2 separate regions of the Mus musculus genome follow, and region 2 is linked to region 1. Evidence: chromatin contacts called from public promoter capture Hi-C data. All regions are on one chromosome and are shown on one strand. The core of a region is the stretch at or near the end of the contact, and the rest is flanking DNA. Distances in the headings are between cores, read along the strand shown. Region 1 holds the start of 6720468P15Rik (RIKEN cDNA 6720468P15 gene). Region 2 holds the start of Atrnl1 (attractin like 1).

Evidence for each region. Promoter capture Hi-C pulls out the DNA fragments that hold promoters and counts their contacts.
Region 2: a promoter capture Hi-C map of the SN4741 cell line shows a contact between it and region 1, with 3 times the contacts expected there. The contact joins the promoter of Atrnl1 here to the promoter of 6720468P15Rik in region 1. A contact is called at or near these places in 8 of 39 promoter capture datasets (the C10 cell line, the SN4741 cell line, cancer-associated fibroblasts and 4 more), 1 of 15 datasets of contacts at CTCF or cohesin (pro-B cells), 13 of 484 Hi-C or Micro-C datasets (the AML12 cell line, the C10 cell line, the G1E-ER4 cell line and 9 more), 17 of 115 datasets of contacts at active chromatin or transcription factors (bone marrow-derived macrophages, cardiomyocytes, a colorectal cancer cell line and 12 more) and 4 of 9 other capture datasets (adipose tissue, liver, macrophages and 1 more).

What each region holds. Positions count from the first base shown.
Region 1 is chr19:57,506,848-57,509,951 of GRCm38.p6, forward strand. 6720468P15Rik (RIKEN cDNA 6720468P15 gene) reads left to right here and starts at 1,717. Exons shown (of 4, transcript NR_040306.1): 1 at 1,717-2,097; 2 at 2,301-2,388.
Region 2 is chr19:57,609,639-57,612,649 of GRCm38.p6, forward strand. Atrnl1 (attractin like 1) reads left to right here and starts at 1,396. Exons shown (of 29, transcript NM_181415.4): 1 at 1,396-2,005. The coding sequence starts at 1,716.

The DNA of each region.
Region 1 (3,104 bases), core at 467-2,966:
CGCTTATTTAATCCCTTTGACAGCACAACACAAATGAAAAGACCGTCTATATACAGTTGCCTGGCTTGTGATGGGAGCCAGGGTGGGAATTAAAAAGATAATGCTAACTTGTCTTCTAAACCTGGGTCCCGTGAGAGCACAGAGGGAACACTAAAACAATTAAAGTCGTTCGTCACCCTAAACAGGTACAATGAAGACCACCCAGGACAACCACCATCACCAAGGCCAGTTAACCTTATCTGATAGCAAATCCCTCTGAGAATTCTAGTGCGTTATCGATGGAGCACTGAACCAAGGAATGACAAGTATGGGTTCTAATATTGGGCTCAGCACAATACTTATGTAGGGTCACAGCAGGTTAAAGTCATGTTAGGACGCAAGACAGAGCAAGGGAGACTGGACGAAGGGTGTGAGCAGGAATACTAGACAGGAAGTCACTAATGGTCAACTTTGTTATTGGGTAGGTAGTGTAACAAATCAAAAGAAGGTAGCTCTTGCAAGGGAATCAGAAGCCAGGAGCCTGCCAGTATGAGATGGAGCGTGGACTGGGGTGTGGGCTGCAGTGTGAGCTGGGGTGTGAGCTGGGGTGTGGGCTGGGGTGTGAGCTGGTGTGTGGGCTGGGGTGTGAGCTGGGGTGTGAGCTGGGGTGTGGGCTGGGGTGTGAGCTGGTGTGTGGGCTGGGGTGTGAGCTGGGGTGTGAGCTGCAGTGTGAGCTGGGGTGTGGGCTGGGGTGTGAGCTGGGGTGTGAGCTGCAGTGTGAGCTGGGGTGTGCGCTGGTGTGTGAGCTGCAGTGTGAGCTGGGGTGTGGGCTGGTGTGTGGCCTGGGCTATGAGCTAGGGTGTGAGCTGGGGTGTGAGCTGGGGTGTGGGCTGGGGTGTGAGCTGGGGTGTGGGCTGGTATGTGAGCTGGGGTGTGGGCTGCAGTGTGAGCTGGGGTGTGGGCTGCAGTGTGAGCTGGGGTGTGGGCTAGTGTGTGGGCTGGGGTATGAGCTGGGGTGTGAGCTGGGCTATGAGCTGGGGTGTGAGCTGGGGTGTGGGCTGGGGTGTGAGCTGGGGTGTGAGCTGGGGTGTGGGCTGGTGTGTGGCCTGGGGTGTGAGCTGGGGTGTGAGCTGCAGTGTGAGCTGGGGTATGGGCGGGGTATGAGCTGGGGTGTGGGCTGGTGTGTGGCCTGGGCTATGAGCTGGGGTGTGAGCTGGGGTGTAAGCTGGGGTGTGAGTTGGGGTGTGAGCTGGTGTGTGGGCTGGGGTGTGAGCTGGGGTGTGAGCTGGGGTGTGGGCTGGGGTGTGAGCTGGGGTGTGAGCTGGTGTGTGAGCTGGTGTGTGGGCTGGGGTATGAGCTGGGGTGTGAGCTGGGGTGTGAACTGGTGTGTGGGCTGGAGTGTGAGCTGGGGCATGAGCCTACGTTGTGAGCTATGGTGTGAGCTAGGGCACAGCGAGGGCTCTGTTTCTGAACCAGGCTTTGATGTTACTGATGGCATCCGATGCTCTGGGATGTAGCTACTCTCTCATTTTAAGTTAACACCAATTCTTCCTGAGTCAATGCTCTTTGAAAACAGCTGCAGCTTCTCAAATCTTCGAGGCTACGTTTCTTGCCTCACATGTCTTTTTTCTGGAAAGTCCCTTTGAGGTCTTTCAGGAATCTGATTTAGCCCAGCAACTGTCAAAGCCCTAATGTATGGAAGGAAATGTGGGCGTGTGTGCAAGGAGCCTACAAGACAGAGGAGGGCAGGGTCTGCTCTCTGACCACTGCTGTGTAATACAGGGAGAGAGGCTAAACGGTGCTCTCATGCATGGGTGGGCACCATGTGAGGGTGGACGCCATCATGGGTGGGTGCGGTCCAAAGGGGGCATGCGCTATGTTTTAGGCGGAGGAGGAAATTTAAACATTGTTCTTTCTCCATCTTTTCTGCACGCTCTATCTTTTAATTTTTTGAAAACTAAAGACAGACAAGAGGATTCAGAGGACTTGGAAATGGCTGCCTGGCCGTAGGGGATCGGCCCTCACCTGTGACATCCCACTCCTTCAACTGTGCCTTGGCTCCCGTGAAAGCTTGCTCGTGGCATCTTCCTTCCATCGCATGCAGTGGGAGTTAGTAAGGTGTTCAGCCTGTTAGTCCTCAGCACGTTCCTGGTTGTTTGCTTTTTATGGTCTTTGTGCATCGTTTCCTTCTTGCTCAGAGAGCTGACACTAAGTTTTGACATTTGGTTCCCGTGGTAAAGGACCTGGGATATGGATACCGTCATCTTCCTGATCCCACAGATCCAGCCTGAGCCACAAAAGGCTTCTTTTGTTCCTCACAGGACTCTCCCCTCTGTGCTGCTGGAGGTACGTGAGGTCTGGGCAGAGGCAGGTATGGAAATCCACAAACAATGGATGCAACTGCAAGTGGTGAGTTTGAGGGTTAGCTGGTGAAAAACTGGTCTCCAGGCAAGTCTGAAACTCCTGGGAGAAAAACCCATAGTGGGCGTCTGAGAGCAAAATCTATTTGTTGTGTGCTTTATCCCGGGTAAAATGACTAGCGATGATGATGATGGTGGTGGTGGTGGTGATGATGATGATGATAACAACTAGAGTTGCTTACAGGGAAGTGAAAAGTGAATTTGTGACAATGGGTGAGATCTGTGGGATTTGGGTTCCTATGTGGAAAAAGACAAGCCCACCAGAACAGAATCAGGGAGCTAGGCAATGGTCAGGGCTAAACTCCTAAGCACTCTTACAAAGATAAGGTTCTCAGACTTCTTCTGATCCAAAGTCACACATATTTGTCTGTCGACTGTCAAAGTTTGACTCCCTTAATATTTCTGATGATAGAAGTAATTTTTGATATTTTAACTAAAAGCCAAGCATTGGATTTTACACATGCACACATGTACACACACACACACACACACACACACACACACCACGGGGACTGGAGGAGGAGGAGAAGAAAGAGGAACAAAGGAGCCACAAGAGAAAAAGCCAAGGAGAGGCGGAGAAAGACTTTGCACAGGTCATCGTCGTCGTCAGTGAAGAGCAGGAAGTCTTCATCCAAGCAGAGGGTGGCAGGCATCGTGGGCTGAGGTAGAACAGAAATCCTTTGGGGCTGATTCAGTCATGTCTTT
Region 2 (3,011 bases), core at 146-2,645, 100 kb after region 1:
GTTTCTGCTACCAACACGCACCTCAGCCTTTCTCATGCTATTCCCTCATCTGCGAAATGGGGTTAATAGAGGATTTTCTCTGTGAATTGGGATGATGGAGATTAAAAGAGATGACGTGGGTACATTATTCCCAAAATAAACTCGGAGTGAATCTTAACAATAATATTATGACTGTGGTTACAACCAAAACTTTTCTGCTCCAGCTGTCAGAAATGTCTGGTGAGTTTCACAATCTTGTTCGTACCGCCTGCTCCTTGGTGGAGCTCCAACAACTCTCGAGGGTGCTTGCCTGCAATTTGTGCACAGCTTCCTCTCAAGGGTTCAGCTAACAGGCCCGTATAGAGAAAAGTAGAAGACATATCTCAGCTTATGCAATTAAATCTTGGAAAGTCATCTCAAGGAAGAAATAGATGCCGCTGAAAACGGGAAAGGGCCCTTTCTGGAAATCACTTCTGCTTTTCTGAAGGAAAAAAAAAAGCCCCGATGTCGCAACATTTTTCAAGAGAGAATAGTGTCCCAGACGAAGGAGGAAACATAGACAAGAGAAAAGAAGATTTGGTGAGGTTCCGAGGCAGCGTCGGGAGGGGTGGCTCTCGGAGCAGTTCTTTGTTGGGCATGAGGAGCCCCGATTGGGCGATAAAGAGCCGCCGCGGCTGAGGTCGCCCCACGGGAGCAGCTTCGCGCCCCATGCAGCCCCTCACCCCACTCCGCCCTGTCCCTGCACCCCATAACGTGGTCAGACCGCGGTGCCTTTAAGACTTTGCTGGCTGCACATGCTCAGCTCTTTGTGTGTAGTTGGGAGTTTTTAAGAAAAAAAAAAAAAAGAAGAAGAAGAAGAAACGTGCAGGAGACTCGGGGAGCGCTGGGGCGGGCGCCTCACTTTTGCAGCCCGCGGAGTACAAGGTTGCCTTCCTGCCGAGGCCCCGAGGTCGGAGTGGGTTTCTCCTCCGTGGGCTCCGCGGCGCGGGCCACACCTGGGGACGCACTCCCAGCGGTGCCCGCCGGCCGGGTGGGCGCGCGGGGGAGTCCCAGGTCCCCGTCAGGGGCCGGGCGAGACCACCGCGCCCGGACCGAGGGGGGGGGAGTGGCCACGAGAGTGCGTACGCACAAGGCTGCGGGGACGTCTCTCCGCAGTTTGGGCTGCGACCGCGGCCACAGCAACTGTGTCTGGAGGACGGAGGGAAGCAGGCTGCTGCGGTATCTCAGGCTAGCAGGAGTACCGCCGGGTACCGACAGCCGCCCTCCCCTCCCCGCGTGCTCCTGTTGGACGCGCCCATCTCGGGGGCTCCCGCGCGGCCCCGCCCTCCCGGGCGAGCCTCGGCATTCGGCGCGGGGCGCGGGCGAGGCGGGGCCGTGCGGGTCCCCTCCCCCTTCCCGCCCGGTCCCCTCCCCCTCGGGTCCCCTCCGGAGCGCGGGGCGCCGCCGGCTCTTCGCTCCGCTCCCGGAGCTACCGTGGCTGCAGGGTTCGGCTCGCCGAGGACAAGGTCAGGGGAGCGGGCGGCGATGCCCGAGTGTGACTGGAGGCAGCCGACCGGAGGCCGCCGCGCCTGGGATCCGCCGCTCCGGACCGGTCAGCGGGACGGGGGTCGGCGCCGTTGAGGAGCCGAGGAACAGCAGCGGCGGCGGCGAGGTCCTCTGCGGCCGGGATCCCCGCTCAGCGGCATCCCCGTGCGCTCCCGCGAGCGCAGCCCCGCCGAGCCGGGACGCCGAGGAAGATGGAGCCGGGGGTCCGGGCCCGCTCGGGTGCCCCGCAGCCGGCCTCCCCGGTGCTGTGGAGGGCTCGGCCGGCGGGCGGTGGGGGCGCCTCCTCCTGGCTGCTGCTGGACGGGAACAGCTGGCTGCTGTGCTATGGCTTCCTCTACCTGGCGCTCTATGCTCAGGTGTCCCAGTCCAAGCCCTGCGAGAGGACTGGCTCCTGCTTCTCCGGTCGCTGTGTCAACTCCACCTGCCTGTGCGACCCGGGCTGGGTTGGGGACCAGTGCCAGCACTGCCAGGGCAGGTTCAAGTAAGTGCTACCGTGGGACCCCAAGCCTCAGCCCTGCCCCGCCAGCGTAGCTCCCCGCCCCGCTCTGGCCTCGGGGTCCCCGGGAGGGGGCCCTACGCTGCGCCCCTCCAGCCTCCGGGTGCCCCGGGGAGCTCCAGCAGGCGCCCAGCCCGGGCTGACTCGGTGCTTTCCGCATGTCCTCAGCGGCTTGTCATCCTCTGCGCAGAAAGAATGTTCTCACTCCAATTCGTGCCAAACTCCGCCAATTAGGACAGTATCTGTTTCCATCAGAAACGGAGGAAATAACTCATGAAAAATCCATGAACATTGTGAGAAGTCAGAGGCGTCAGGGTTTAAAGTTGTGGCCCAGCTCCTTCCCTGTGCTGTTCCTCTAGTCAGAGAGCACGCCTCGGTTTAGTAATCGTCGAGTGTGGTAAATAGGGTTTACAATGGGCAAACTACGATCTGTACCTTGTTATAAGTTTCTAGGTTGGTCCTCTCACCCATTTCCCCATAAGTCTATAACTTACTGGAATTTTACGCCTTCTATCCAGAACCTACAGAGAGAAATCCAGGCAGCAATTTAAGTTAACTCGATCAAGGTTATGCAGAAAATGCTGAGTCGTGATTCCAGTCCAGCCAGCTTCACTCCAGAATATGCATTTAGAGGTGTTGGGTTTATCAGGACAGTCATGGCTTTGTGTGACTTTTGACAGGTGTATGGGGGACAGCAGTTTGGTTTTGCTGAAAAGCAAGGTGCTAAGGAGCCTGCATCTCTGGGGAAGAGACACTTCTCCCTATTGGCTGATGCTTATTAGATTTCTGCCTCTATAAAAAGAAGTGGGGTGGCCGTTGGGAAGGCGGAGAAGTGGGTTTCTCTGAGAAACTGCAGGAAAGCGGTCACCGAGAAAGCTTGTCCTAGATATTTAACATGAAGTTTACGGCTGATTGTGGTTGTGAAATAATACTATGTAGATGGCTAGTATTTGTTGTGGAGATGAAAGCAGAATCTAGGTAAAGTATCTCT